Regions from separate parts of the Sus scrofa genome. Here all the other regions are linked to region 2. The links are chromatin contacts, called in public Hi-C maps. All regions are on one chromosome and are shown on one strand. Each heading gives the region's core, a stretch centred on a gene start, on an enhancer-like site or on the middle of the called end of the contact. The rest is flanking DNA. Distances are from core to core; before and after follow the strand shown. Region 1 holds the start of PSME2 (proteasome activator subunit 2). Region 2 holds the start of DHRS1 (dehydrogenase/reductase SDR family member 1). Region 3 holds the start of CARMIL3 (capping protein, Arp2/3 and myosin-I linker protein 3).

Evidence for each region. A called contact is a pair of places that touch in the nucleus more often than the background predicts.
Region 1: a contact with region 2 is called in a Hi-C map of heart right ventricle, with 2.2 times the contacts expected there. The contact joins the promoter of PSME2 here to the promoter of DHRS1 in region 2. A contact is called at or near these places in 1 of 5 promoter capture datasets (liver), 1 of 47 Hi-C or Micro-C datasets (heart right ventricle) and 1 of 2 datasets of contacts at active chromatin or transcription factors (alveolar macrophages).
Region 3: a Hi-C map of embryonic fibroblasts shows a contact between it and region 2, with 2.0 times the contacts expected there. The contact joins the promoter of CARMIL3 here to the promoter of DHRS1 in region 2. A contact is called at or near these places in 6 of 47 Hi-C or Micro-C datasets (embryonic fibroblasts, heart right ventricle, liver and 2 more).

The regions. Positions count from the first base shown.
Region 1 is chr7:75,151,051-75,155,922 of Sscrofa11.1, forward strand. It overlaps PSME2 (proteasome activator subunit 2), which reads left to right and starts at 3,545. Exons shown (of 11, transcript NM_214279.1): 1 at 3,545-3,646; 2 at 3,954-3,986; 3 at 4,414-4,476; 4 at 4,722-4,808. The coding sequence starts at 3,599.
Region 2 is chr7:74,989,233-74,993,824 of Sscrofa11.1, forward strand. DHRS1 (dehydrogenase/reductase SDR family member 1) reads left to right here and starts at 2,888. Exons shown (of 9, transcript XM_003128543.4): 1 at 2,888-3,150; 2 at 3,540-3,713. The coding sequence starts at 3,564. It overlaps NOP9 (nucleolar protein 9), which reads right to left and starts at 2,876. Exons shown (of 10, transcript XM_001927718.4): 1 at 2,515-2,876; 2 at 1,844-2,299; 3 at 432-542; 4 at 47-188. The coding sequence starts at 2,758.
Region 3 is chr7:75,238,055-75,242,882 of Sscrofa11.1, forward strand. It overlaps CARMIL3 (capping protein, Arp2/3 and myosin-I linker protein 3), which reads right to left and starts at 3,189. Exons shown (of 41, transcript XM_021099222.1): 1 at 3,004-3,189; 2 at 1,468-1,562; 3 at 1,125-1,175; 4 at 947-1,006; 5 at 746-861; 6 at 435-532; 7 at 121-191; 8 at 1-19. The coding sequence starts at 3,043. It overlaps DHRS4 (dehydrogenase/reductase (SDR family) member 4), which reads right to left. Exons shown (of 8, transcript NM_214019.2): 8 at 4,067-4,475. The coding sequence ends at 4,361. LOC106504467 (a long non-coding RNA gene) reads left to right here and starts at 1,587. Exons shown (of 2, transcript XR_001297957.2): 1 at 1,587-2,812; 2 at 3,011-3,925.

The DNA.
Region 1 (4,872 bases), core at 2,295-4,794, 160 kb after region 2:
GCCTGGGCCCCTTACCCATGGGCATCCCTCATTCCCTGCAGTACAACACATGGCTCTGGCCTTTGCACGTGTTCTCACTGTCTGGAACACTCCCCTACCCACAGCCTGTTTAACATTTAAAAGACACCTTAAAGTTCATATCTGGCTGCAAATATTCCTAACATAGGGTCTGATCCCTCCTAAGTGCTTAAAACACTGCCCACTGACTGAGGTGATCCTTCTGACTGGGCTGCATTCTCCATAATAATCTACTTGCATACCATAATAATCTATCTTGCTGTGACTGCTACTTGCTTGTTATGTATGTCTACGATCTTCTGGAGGGCAGTAACTGGCTGTTTGCCCTCTATGAAACAGTCTTTAGCATAGGATCCAGCACACAGTCAAATAATTTTTTTTCTTTTAGGGCTGCACCCATGGCAAATGGAGGTTCCTAGGCTAGGGGTTTAATCAGAGCTGCAGCTGCCAGCCTACGCCACAGCAATGCCAGATCCGAGTTGTGTTTGCGACCTACACCACAGCTGATGGCAACTCGGGATCCTTAACCCACTGAGCGAGGCCAGAGATCGAACCTGTGTCCTCATAGATACTAGCCAGATTCATTTCTGCTGAGCCATGATGGGAACTCCAATAGTCAAGTAATTTTAAGTTTCCTCAATTTTGCTCCCACACAGAAGAGAAAGCCTCTCACCTGGGGGTCAGGTGGGTAGCCTGGGGGACCCCTGGCAAGGTCTGGCGGAGGTGATGTGCTCGGTCTGGGTGTCCATGGAAGAGACAATCGCAAGTTGGGCACAAGGCCTGTTTACAGGATGAGCAGTGCAGTGTGCCTGGAGCAGAACCGCAGAGGAAGCAGGGACCAGGTGTGGAGCCTGGAGGTCAAGAAAGAAAGAAAACAACTCGGAGTTCTCGCTGTGGCACAGTGGGTTAAGAACATGACTGCAGTGGCTCAGGTTGCTGTGGAGGTGCAAGTTCAATCCCTGGCCTGGGGCAGCAGGTTAGATCTGGTGTGGCTGCATCTGTGCCATGGCTCACAGCTGTAGCTCAGATTCAATCCCTGGCCTGGGGATGTCCATAGGTTGCAGGTGCAGCCATTTAAAAAAAAAAAAAAAGAAAGAAAGAAAAAAAAAGAAAAAAAAGGGAATGGAACACCCTTCTGAAAAAGACCAGGTTACACCTGACTCTACGGGGGGACAAATCACAGACTACTTTTCAGCATATCTTTTCAACCCAAGGAAACTATAATCTCTTTCTAAAAAGAAAGGAAGAAGATAGAGAACCAAGAAAATAGAGGAAACTTCCATCAGTATGATCTACTAGCACTCCCTCCCCCCAGTTGAGGACAGTAATACCTGGGGCAGAGGGTGTGGTGAGGGGGCCAGGAGCAATCTGTCTCAGTAAGGGGGCAAACTCTGAGAGCTGCAATATCTGAGGAAAAATGGCAGGGAATGAGCAAGGGCTTGGGGATACAGGCCCACAGGAGGTCCCCTTTGTTCACCCAGGGCCCCATTCCTGCCTTCCTTACATCATCTTCAACCTTGTCTTTCAGCAGCTGCTCCAGTGCTTGAGGTTTTGGATGAGTATTCTGCAGACGAGATAAGAAGAGTTTCCACCTACAGCCCCAGAGCAAGGCCCTCCCTCAAAGCCTTGACCCCCCAACATTTACAAGGTGAAAAGTACAAGGAGTTCCCAAGTCACTATGGGGACTATGCCCATGGTTCAGCAGCATGGGGGTCCCCAGACTATCTTTGTTGTTAGGCTGGGCTCACCAGCCCTGGTGCTTAATTTAAGTACTCGGGACTAAAGATACCTCACCTGTAACAGAAGACTGAGCTCTGTCCGGAGCAGCAGTACTTCCAGTGTGACTGTGGCAACTTGGTGCTCATCTGGTTCCTCCTGCCCCTCAGGGAAGCTTAATCCATCTGGCTGCTCCTCTGTGTAGCCATATAATCGCAGAACATCCCGGCCCCCCTGCCACACATTCAAACTAGTCAGGGCCAGCAGGCCCCCTTCCCAATAGGGCTGGACCTCTCCCCATTCAGCACAGCCTCAGGGCCTTTCTAGCCAACCCCCAGCCCAGGTTAAGTCCCCTTCCCCCATAAGGGGCCCAGAGGCTTCACCTGCACAGCATCCACCGTACTGCGAAAGACAGGGTTATTAAACTTGACCCCGCGCCAGTACCGGGGCCGCTGAGGACTGAGAAGGTTGCGGCCATATTTCTCCAGGATGTTCAGGGCCGTGGAGAGGGTGCTGAGGTAGTTTCGGGGCTGAGAGCAGTCAGAGAGCAGAGAGCTGTGAGCCCCGACCGGACCTCTGCTCCCCTGTCCCCCTCCTAGGCGGGGCTGGGCCTCACCTCCCCATGAGCGTTGCAGCGGACCAGGCGTGCAGCGTTCAGCTGCAAGTAGCGGGCTGCTGGCGGCAGAGAGGTGACCAGTAGTGGCCGAAGCTGCTCCACCGAAAACGCCTGCCCGGAATCCCTCCTCAGGGCGTTCGCCAGCTCCTCGCGGGCCTCCAGGAAGGCTCGCTCCTCCTCCTCCCTAGGCATCCTAAGACAGGAGTCTGCCCCAGTCCGCTGCCCGCCGGAACCCAGAGCAGGTTGGGCGCGGCCCGAGAGCCGCCCCGAGCACCTGGGGTCTGGCTTCGCGGAGCGACACGGTCGGCACGGGAACCCTAAGTCACTCAGGCCACGGTCACTCTTGGGCCTCGGGCCCCACGCCAGGATTAGCGGGAACAGGAAGTACTAGGGAAGAGGGCGGGATTGCGACCCAGTTTCAGGGGAAGGGGAGGGGTTTAAACTTAAGGAGGGGCGGGGCCCAGGAGACCGGGGCGTGGCCAACAAGCCTCAGCCAATGAGAATGGTAAATAGTCACTGGCTCCTCCCTCAGAGCTTCTAGGCTTTAAACCTTGTTCTAGCGCTCTTCCCTACCTTGGTCCAGTCCGGTGCCAACCCCTGTGTATAGCCCCAGGTTCGGTGTTATTTTATTTCCCTCAAAGCCCTTCTCTCTACCCGAACCCCACAGGGGAAATCCCACTCAGGAACTCAACTCTGCCAGCCTGAACCCTACACAAGTCCCTTTTCCAGTCGGTCTTGAAGACAGGGCGTCCTCCGGGAGGAAGACCCGCCTGTTCCCTTCCATATCCTGCTATCCCTTCTCCCGCCTACTACTTCTCCTACCCGACTCTGATCTCTCTCAGGCCCCTCCCCTCAGTCGAGCCTTCCTAGGGGAGCCCCACCACTAAACACCCCCTTTCCCACTCTTCCACCCTCTCACCCCAAACCTGGACATCCCCTTGATGTTCTTCCCCCCCATAAGCCCCGCCCCTTCTCCAAGGGACAGCCCCTGTTCAGTCTCCGCGGTCCAACTTGTCCTAGCCCCTCCCCTGGACAGCCCCTGGGCTTGTGACCAAGTCAGCACCGCCTCTCCTAGTCGCACAGGCCGAGAATGGCAGAGGGGCTCCCAACAGTTTGCTGCCTTCCAGGGGGAGGGGGAAAAGAAGGAAGGGGGCGGGGTTGAGGGGGGCGGGCCTGGACGTGGGGAGTGAAAGCGAAAGCCCAGGCTGCGAGCGGGGAGACCGGAGATCTAGCAGCAACTGGAGCAGCATGGCCAAGCCTTGTGGGGTGCGCCTGAGCGGGGAAGCCCGCAAACAGGTATGGGGAACCGGGAGGCCAGGAAGGGTCCAAAAGCCCTCCCGAATGGAAGCCAAACTGGGTGCTCCAGGGGACCAAGGCCGTGCCAGAGAAATCCCCCAACCTCCCTAAGTGCTTTCACTTCTGTCCCGAGAGTCCCAGATTCCTGCCCTCTGAGCAGTCTCTACCTTGGGCAGGGGCTTCCAGGGAAATGTGGCTTGTAGTGGGAAAGGCCTGAGCCAAGTTGGAGGGCATCCTGTTGGGGGTGGGGTCTTACTGTGGGCAAGTGAGACCCTTAACCAACATCCGGGTACTGCTCTCTCTGCAGGTGGATGTCTTCAGGCAAAATCTTTTCCAGGAGGTAAGTCTTCTGGATTCAAGTGATTTGACGCAGAATCTCAGACCAATTCCTGAGCATTGCAACTTCCCAGACCCCTAAACCCACCCTCGACCCAGGCCCTACTTCCCTTATCAACCTTCACCCAAGATAAGCTCCTAGTTACTAATCTCTTCTTTTACTTTGACCCCTCTTAATACCTTCCCCACTTATGCCACTTCCTCTCCCATCTTTCGGTGTGAAGGGAAAAGCTGTAGCCCCAAAGCGGGAATACCACAGTTCTAACCTTGGTTCTACCACTTCCCAGCTTGCTCCCTTCACTTTTCAGGGATTCAGTTTCCTCATTTGTAAGTATTGGATTCAAAGATTTCCAAGGGCCCTTCCAGTCCCACTCCTCAGACTTCTCACTGAGTGTCTTCTGTGATTCTTACCCTTGAAACATAACCCGCAGGCTGAGGAATTCCTCTACAGATTTTTGCCTCAGAAAATCATATACCTGAGTCAGCTCTTGCAAGTGAGTAGAGTGAACCTCTTCTGTCCCAACCCATGGCCCCTCTCCTCTCCATCCACTCTCTCTAGCTAACAGCTGGGCTCCAACTGCAGAGAAGAGTTGCGAGTAGTGGACTGGGAACATTAGGATAGTGCCAAGCCTCAGCCTAGGTTGGGAGGAGGAGGGTGGGTACGATGTGTGTGGGGGAAGGCTGTGACTCAGGAGGACGGGAAGAGGCTGGGCAGTCCCTGACAGTGAGCTCTGTGCAGGAGGACTCCCTCAACGTGACCGACCTCACTTCTCTCCGGGCCCCGCTGGACATCCCCATCCCAGACCCCCCACCCAAGGATGATGAGGTGAGGCACTTAGGGCATAGGGCTTGGGCTATAAATCCACTGTACATAATGGTCTGCCAACCTC
Region 2 (4,592 bases), core at 1,638-4,137:
TCTCATAGCCCACGAACCCTGGTCAATCCTGAGGCCCTGTCCATACCTGCCATCTGCTGATGAATTGCGGCTACTCAGGTAGCCAATCACAGCACTACAGAGGTGGGCACAAAACTGAGGCAGCTTGCGGTGTAAAATCTGTAAGGCCATTTGAAGGCAGAAGCTGGAGATCTTGTCAGTGATAAACACTGTGGGGAGAGGGCAGAAATAATAAGAGCAGCTTTCTCCAAATCCAGATGATGTCTACAACCTCAAACCCCAAGCAATAGGCAGAAGGAACTATGGACACAAATGGTCTATATAGAGTTTTCACATCAAACCAGATCAGATTTGAAAAAGAGTATTAAGACTGATCAAAATAAGAGACTTGTTTGATGGTAATCACCTCCAGAAAAAAAGATCCTAGATCTTCCCCCTATTTCCCTCCTTACCAGCAATGTCCTTCACAAAGCAGGAGCTCAGGTCCTGAAGGCAATTCAAGAAGGTTTCAGGGACCTCGAAATCAGTTGGCTTACATTCCCGAGATGGGGCCCTTTGGGCCTCTGAAGGAAGATCAAGAATGTGCGCAGTGATGAGATCACAAACAGCCATCCAGGAAAGAGACGAATGCCACAGGTGAACTAGCATTCGGCTTGGAGATACAGAACACGTACGCCTCAACTCAACGTCTTTTCATCTGGGTGACTAAACTGAGACTACATTTCCATTTTAATTTTTCTAAGAAACTTAAACCAGCCCCCCATGGTCCATAGGAGATAGTTCAAACTTTTCAGCCAGGAATTCAAGGGGTTCCAAAATTAGGCCTCACCTAAACTCACCTTATTTCTCAGTGTTTTCCAAAATGTAAATCATTGCCTATGAGTATATCATGAAATCAATTAAGTGGGTCTCCACAAGGATTATTGTTATTATTACTTTTTTTTTTTTTTTTGGCTGAACCTTTCACATATGAAAGTTCTCCAGGAGTTCCCGTCGTGGCGCAGTGGTTAACGAATCCGACTAGGAACCATGAGGTTGCGGGTTCGGTCCCTGCCCTTGCTCAGTGGGTTAACGATCCGGCGTTGCCGTGAGCTGTGGTATAGGTTGCAGACGCGGCTTGGATCTCGTGTTGCTGTGGCTCTGGCGTAGGCCGGTGGCTACAGCTCCGATTCAACCCCTAGCCTGGGAACCTCCATATGCCGCGGGAGCGGCCCAAGAAATAGCAAAAAAAAAGACAAAAAAAAGAAAGTTCTCCAGTCAGGGACTGAATCTGAGCTACTGCAACCTATGCCTCAGATGCAGTAAGGCTGGATCCTTAACCCACTGCATGCTGGTAAGGGATCAAACCCAAGCCTCAGCAGAGACCCAAGCCACTGCATACAACGCTGGATACTTAACCACAGTGAGAACTCCCACAACAAGCATTTTTAATGGAACACAAAAGAATTAAATAAGAAAAGAAAGAAAATACCAAAGTGGGTTGCATGTAGTAAGGGCATGGTTTCCTGAACTTTTGCTTGAATCCAATATGTGCATATAAACGCACAAGAATGTTGAGTTATATTTAAAAAATTTTTTTTCTTACTGTGAATTTTGGTTTAAAAAAAAAAAAAAAAGGAAATCCAATGTTTGAATGAATCACCTCTTCCACTTCCTCCCATTCTTCTAACAGCTCTGTCCCCTAAACACACCTATGCATCTTACCTCTGGGCCTCTATGCACACTAATCTTTCACCTGCTATCCCTGTCCTAATTTCTCTGATAATTCCTCAAGGTCATGAAGAAATATTCTGCTTATTCTCTACTTCTGAACTTCCAAACTCTCCTTCCCTCTAGGTCCACATCCCTCTCCTGTAATACTTACCAGGTGACTGGGAACCTCGATGCCTGGCTCTCTCAGAATCCAGAAGAGTGCCTCCCAATACCTGCAGCAAAGTTCTGACCACGAAGCTGCCATGTGTGTCTCCACAGTAGAAAAGAAAATCATCACACACCTCAGCAGCTAGTCCCAGGACCAACTCCTCCACGGTCTCCAAAGAATCATCCTTCCCATTCTCCTCCTCTTCCTCCTCCTCCTCCTCCTCTGCAGGGCTCCCTAGCAATCGAGGCAGCTGCAGCAAAGCACTTTGCAGTACATGGACCCCACATCGATGGCAGGCCACAAAGCGCAAGTTGGGGCGCAGAACAGCCCATACTCGACACAGCGGTTTCAGGGGACTGAACCCTAAGAGTTCCTGCAGCATCTCACTACCAGTCCTGTTTGTAGCCAGGGCCAGGGCCTGAGCCTCCACTTCTTTCAAAACATTGTGCACCATCAGCTCTGGAAAAACAAAAAAAAGAAATATATCGAAGAGACCGAAAGGAGAATAAGGTTATGTTCCATCACCTATCCAAGGGGCGGGGAGTAAGAAAGGGGATACAGGAGATAGAAACTAAGTCCCTACACCCCGGGGACCCACGAAAATGTCCTTGCCTGTCCTGAATTTTATGCCCAACGAGCCCCTTCCTTGATCTCACCCCGAAGTTGCTTCCTACCTCGTTCTTCTCCTGCCTCGGGGGCCTCTTTCAGCGCGGAGAGCGCCCGACGGAAATATCCTAGAGCTTCGGAGCTCAGGTGAGGGTGGGCATCTGTAGCTGGCTCCGAGCGCCCCTCCGGAGGCGGGCAAGGTTGCTGGCGGCTTGATGCGGGGCGCCCCGAACCCTTGGCTCCGCGTCCTCGTTTGCCGCCAGCTGGGAACCCTCGCCCCGCCGGGTGGCAGGAGCGCGGGCCCAGCCCCATGGCTGCTCCGTGCCCGCTCCGCCAGCAAAACCTTCCTTAGCGGCCAAGGAACACTCACGCAGCAGGTGAGGGCTGGGGCAGGGTAGAGTTTAGACACGCCGGCACGCTCAGGGCGCAGCGTTACACGTCAGAGCCGCGCGACGGCCCCTTCCGGGGTGGGCGTGGCTGGGCCACGGGATCGCCCCGCCCCTGTTTGTGGGGTCCCCTCGCACATCTGAAGTCGTGCTTCCCTCCGCGTCCACGGCGGAAACCCGGCCAGAGCGCGGACTTCCACCCCAGCGTCGTATTCTGACCCGGTTGACGTCGCCTTGTCCCGCCCCTGAAAACGGAATTAAAGTCCTCCGAGAACGAGCGAGACGGTGTGACGAGTCCAGAGGCAGCACAGGTGGCAGGTAAGAGGCACGAGCCCCCTCCACTTAAGGCTTACGGTCCCTGGGCCCCCCGCCCACTCCACTGCCTCCGGACCAGTGGCCAGAGCTCTAGATAGTACAGGACTCTGCGTGGACGCGCCAGAACTGTCCTGCCACAGTCTCCCACCCAGTCAGCCCCACTCATAGTCCCAGTAGGTGGCCGGCCTGGACAGCCTCACACAGTCCCCTTCTAAACTCCTTGGCTTCCCAGAAAGGACAGCCAGCCTTGTCCGGGAGCCTGCACTAGTTGGCCCCCTCTGAAACTTCTCTCCCTTCAAAGGATCTCAACCTTGGCTCTCCCTCTTACCTTTGTCAGAGGCCGCCCCCGACATACACAGTCTTTTCCTCAGAGCAGGTCTTTGCTTCCACAGATTTAACCCCTTCTCTTGTGAGTCATGGTAGCACCCATGCAGGGCCAAGTGTGCGTGGTGACAGGTGCTTCCAGGGGTATTGGCCGTGGCATCGCTTTACAGCTCTGCGAAGCAGGTGCCACAGTTTACATCACTGGCCGCCATCTTGACACGCTGCAGGTCACTGCCCAGGAGGTGAGTGCGTCCTCTGGGACCCCAGGGGCAGAAACCACCTGAGGGAGCTCTTCCCATTAACTTCCCTCTAATTCCTTACCTGAAACCATGATATTCCTCAACAAAGCATGAATATGTACCGAACGTGGGATAAATAAACGCCCTAGCTTCAGGTCACATTTTGCCACTGAGTGAATTTTATGAAAAAAACTTTCTGTTGAGTGTTTCAGGGATTTTGAAATTGCAGCTAAAAGTTGTGGACCTATGCCTTTTCTCTAATTTAGTCAAGACTTTATTGAATCGTATATTTTTGCTTGACTTTTCTACTGGATTTCATTTCAACATTGGGATGATTTTGATTTGCTAGGCACTGGGTGAAGCACTGGAATTAACAAGATTAGTAAGACATAACTTCTGCTCTTAAAAGAGTCCAAGAGTTCTCTAGTGACTCAGTGGGTTAAGGATTTAGCATTGTCACTGTTATGGCTCTGGTTACAGTTGTGGCATGGGTTCAGCCCCTGGCCCTGGAACTTCCATGTCTCAGGCATGGCCAAAAAAAGAAAGAGTCCAACAGGAAGTCCAAGGCAGAAACGGATCATTTCAATGTAATATTAATGCAGTAAGTGATAAGATAAAAGTAATTGATGTGATTATGGAAAGTGATATGTGTGCACAGAATGTTCTGGAAATGTGGGTGAGAAGTTAGGCAGGAAGGTCTGACAGTGGGACCCAGTGCACAGATCTGGAAAATGTGAGGATAGTTCTTTTAAATATAATGATTATTATTTTTTTCCATTATAGCTGGTTTACAGTGTTCTGTTGATTTTCTACTGTACAGCATGGTGACCCAGTTACACCTACATGTATACATTCTTTTTTCTCACATTATCATGCTCCATC
Region 3 (4,828 bases), core at 1,939-4,438, 250 kb after region 2:
GATAGATGGTGTCCACGTCCTTGGAGAGGTGGAACGGGCTCACACCTGCTCCCCTCCTCCTCCTCAGCCCCCTGCCTCTGGGTCCCGCCTGCCCACCTGCCAGGTCCCTGCCCAACGCACCCATTGCACCTCCTCACGGCAGTGCAGCCCGTTGTAGTCACACAGGGCAGCGTAGGTCTCGGAGAAGCCACCTGTGGGGCAGGAGATGGGCTGGCTCCTTGAGGGGTAAGGGGGTGGGGAACAGACTTGAAGTTTAAGGAAAGGTCAAGGTCATTGTATGTACCCGTGTCCTGGGGTCCTGCTACATTGTGAACCTCTGAGGTCCGGGAATGTGGAGTCTCAGGGGAGGCAGAGCCCTACACCCAGAGGACTCAGAGCGGGGGGCAGGGTGGGCAGGGTGTGGGCCCCACTTTCCTCACGTCTGCCCTGCTCACCACAGACACTGTGCGTGGTGGATGTGGAAGTCTCAGAGTTGGGGGATGTGTCTCGGGGCCCTTCTGGGGTGTCCGCATTTCCACGCCGGATTAGACTCCTGGAAAACGAACAAATCCATCCCAAGAGGGGGAAAGAGCCTCTCAATTCTTTCTCTGTTATAGCTTCTGGATCCCCAGGAAAAGCAGGAGCGGGGACATGAGAGCTCTTCTCCTTGGTGTCCCAGGGGCCCAGGTGCAGGGGAAGGAGGGAGGCAGGAAGGGAGGTCTCCACACTGTCGAACACCTCGAGAGACTCCTCCTTTGCCACTCACCCAGGGCCAGGGCAGACCTTGGAGAGGGCAGAGCTCACATGTCGGGTCACCTGGTCCACGCTCTCAGCTGATGGCAGCCGCAGGCTCACCATTCCACGCTCCGTCTCCACTAGGATCTAGGGGAGAGGAAGCAGTGGGGCCTCAGATGCAGGCTCCCTCCTCCTGCCAGCCCAAGGGTGAGGCCCAAGCCCTGATGCTCGCCTGGTTCTGACTGAGCGTGTTGAAGGCGCGGATCTCCAGGACATTGAAGGAGCTTTCCACCTGTGGGGAGGGGGCACGGGAATGCCCCGCTGATGGTCAGAGCCTGGCTGCCAGGCTCGGGGTGGGGGGAGGGGAGAGGTGCATGCCAGCTGCTCTCCTGCTCGTCAGCCCAACTCACCTTGGCTGGGACTTTAAGGGGGAAGATGTGGAGGCGCCAGGAGGTCAGGGCCTTCAGAGAGAGGAAACATCAGCAGCTCATAGGAGCTTCCTGGGCCCTAGTCACACTGCCCCCTTCAGCCCATGTGCACCCCTGTTGGCAGTGACCCTCTGCTCTGGAAGCTCCTCCCCATCATGCCCCACCCTAGGCTCCTGGACATCCACGGAGTCCAGCCTCCCCATGCCCCACGCTAGGTCTTTTCAGCTCTCTTCCACCTCTGTCTCCTCTGCCGCCCAGCCTCCTTGCCCTTCTCAGCCCGGGTGCCCTTGATACCACCTCCCCTCCCCCAGCCCAGTGCCCTCACCAGCACTCGGTCCTCGAACTTCTTGGGCTTCGTCTCCAGCTTCACACGGTGTTGTTGGAGCACAGCCCCTTGGCTCAGGCATCTTCGGATGCTGTCTGCAGGCGGGGGTGAGGTGGGCTGCTCAGAGCTCTCCTTACCCTGGCAACCCCCACTTACCCAAGGCGCTCCAGGGGTCAGGTGGGAGGGGAGGGGAGAGAATCAGAGAGAGGCAAAGAAGGACCGGGACTGAGACCTTTCCTTCTTGGGTGACTTTTCTTTTTTATTAGAGAGGCTGGAGGGTGTGGAGAAAACCGAGGGGGGACAGTAGCTGAGTGACACTGTGAGAGAATGTGAAGGATTTTTCTGACCCGTGTAGTCCAGCAGCTGTGGACACATCCACAGTGAGTCAGTGTGGGGAGTGTGGGGGTGTCCCTTTGACTATATTTTAGGTGGTCTGGGTGTGAGTGTCTGCCTTTTACTATGCATGTAAAGAAGATGCCAGGGAGCCCGTGTGTGGTATTGGTGGGCATGGCTAAGTGTGAATGAGTATGCTGTGCTTGCAGTTGTGAAAGGGGCATAGAGCCAGCCAGTTCTGAGTAGGGGGTAGGGAGGTAGGAAGGAGTGTTTAAATGAGTCCCAAACCCATCTGCTGGCGAAACCATCCAGATATCCCAGTATGTATGTGCATGTGTGTGTGTGTGCTGTTTCTGCAAAGATGTGTGTACACACATCTCAAGATTGTGCTTGTGTGTGTGTGGAGGTGTGGGAAATTGAAACGGTGCAGAGCATGCCTCTGAGTATCCTTGAGCGTCCTGGTCTCTGCGTGGGCTAGCCTGTGCTCCCGCCTCTGGGGGTCAGGGTTGTGGCAGAGCTAGGGGATCGGCCCTTGGTTTGGACCAAGTCTAAGAACTGCTGCAAGGCAGGAGAGGCCTTGAGGTGTTGGGTGAGGGGGGTAGAGAGAAGAGGGCAGGCTGGGACCGGGGCCGTGGTAGGAGAGCTGCAGAGACCCTCCTCTTGGTTTTTGCTCCAATTCGGGCCCTCTTTCCTGACTCCCTTCTTTGCCCCACTGGCCGGGGTGCAGAGACGGGCTGCCATGGGGCTCTCCGGAGCCAGTTCCGGGGCGGGGCCCAGAGGAGGAAGGGTGTTGAGCCCAGAGGCGGTCAGGACCTGGGGCAGCTCCCATCACCCGGCGGGGCGGGCCTGGCCCCGCCCGGCGGGGAAACGGGGACTCTCTGGAGGAGAGACTGGATGCTTCGCCGAGGGTTGGGCCAGGATTGCTGAGAGTCAGCCCCAGGGAGCGTAAAGGGACTGCATCTGTCACTGAAGATCGGGACGGGAGGCTCTGGGACAGGAAGGTCCTGACAGGGTGAGAAGAGGGGGCCAGCGGAGGATGCTCTGGGGACAGCGATACCCCGAGCTGGGATGCAGGGGCAGGGGGGTGCCTTGGAATGGGGATGCATGAGGGGCGGGAGGCACCGGGGTGTACCGCGGAGAGGAACGCACTGGGTCTGGGAGGCTCCCGGACGGGGCGTCCCGGAGACCACCGCAGCCTCGTACCTTGCAGCTCGCGGGTGAGCTCCGCGCTGGACTTGGCCATGGCGGCCGTTGCTGCCGGTGTTGCTGCAGAGGAGCCGCTGCCGCCGCTGCCGCCGCCGGGGAGCCGCGGCACATGCTAGACCCGGCTCCGGCAGGGCCCCGGCGCTGAGCGCTGCAGCAGCCGCGGAGCCCGCTCCTGTCAGGGGCGGCTGCGCGAGCGCTCCTCCCCCCGCCTCGGAGCGCCGGGTCTCCCGCCCCTCCCGGAGAGGTGCCAGACTGAGCATGCGCGCCGCGCCTCGGAGCCGCGTGAGACCCCGCGCGCGCTCGCGCCCACCCCTCCCGCCGGCCCCCGCGTGCGACGCCCTGTGCTTGTCTCCTGGAGCCCGGGTCATCTCCCAGGCGGGGGGCAGGGTCCCCACTTTTCGTGTCACCCCACTCCTCGGGCACTGTGAGCAGAACCCATTTCTTTTGTTTGTAGCTCTGTGTACCCCTTGCCGGGTCATTCTTGCAAGGCTCCTCCCTTTTCATTTCTTGCTCGGGACCCGTCCAGGTTGTCCTTGCTGAACCGCGAAGGAAGGAACTCGCGGCTGAGGGCAATGTTGGGAGAGGACCTGGCCGGATCTAGAGCAGTTTATCCTTCTTTTCCCGCTTGCCCAGCCTTGGGGATCCCTGCGGCGTCCTTGGCACCGTCCCCGCGGGTGTGCGGCCGAGAGTAGCACCTGGGAATTCCCGCGCCACCTCCTCCCTGCTGGCAGCTCTGCAAACACCTCCATCCCCATCCCGGAGCCTTACGCTCAGGTCCTGGAGACAGGGAGGAAGGCTAAGGGGATGCAGACTTGGGATCCAGGAGAACCTTAAGGGCATCCCGTCCACTCAAATTTAGGCTCTCTGCTTGGCTAACACACCTATGCACCCTACGCTGAAAAATGAACATTGATTCAAACCACTGTGATCATTTGCATTTTCTTTGCACTAGATTTGCACGTCGTTGATTTCTAACCCTGTTCCCTCCAATCCAGGTTTCCTTCTCCCATATCCCTCAAATTACCCTGATGCCCAGAAAAAAAAAAAAAAAAAAAAAAAATTAGTTGATCTTTGCTAAGGTAGACTCAGCCCTCTGAGCAGGTCTACCTTGTGCTCTCAGGGGAGGTCTTTATTGAAGGCTACAGCAACAGGGAAAATCCTCATTAGACCACAGCTTGACAGCAGAGGACAAGGACGCTGGCTCTTTTCACAGGGCAGAACTGATTTGGGGGGGGTGGGTAGGGGTTATGGTGTATTGTGAGCAGAATGCTAGGCAGAGGTGGGAAACCAGTTGATGAATGCTGGAACAGGAGCTGGAGCCCAATCTCTGCCCTGGTGGATGCTCTCCAGGTCCTCAGAGGCGGGATGCGGTCCCTCCACCCACTACCACTGTCTCCCCAGTGATGTAGCTGGCATCTTCAGAGCATAGGAAAGACACGATGCCCGCACAGTCCTCTGGATTGCCTAACCTGGGGAGGAGAAGAAACAGAAAGGGAGTAAAAATCAAACAGGGAAAGAAATCTGCTTAATCAAAAAGCATCAGATGATTTTTCAGGACCAGTGTACTGTCCATCAAATAGGGTTACCATGAAGAAAAGGTAACTATAAGCATTAACACTGTACTTTGCAAAAGCCACCACACATTACATTCATGTAAAATAGAGACACTTTGTTTTTTTGTTCTTTTTTATTTTTTGCTTTTTAGGGCTGCACCTGCAGCATATGGAAGGTCTCCTGGCTAGGGGTCGAATCAGAGCTATAGCTGCTGGCCTATGCCACAGCCACAGCAATGCAGGATCCGAGCTGTGGCTGTGACCTACAC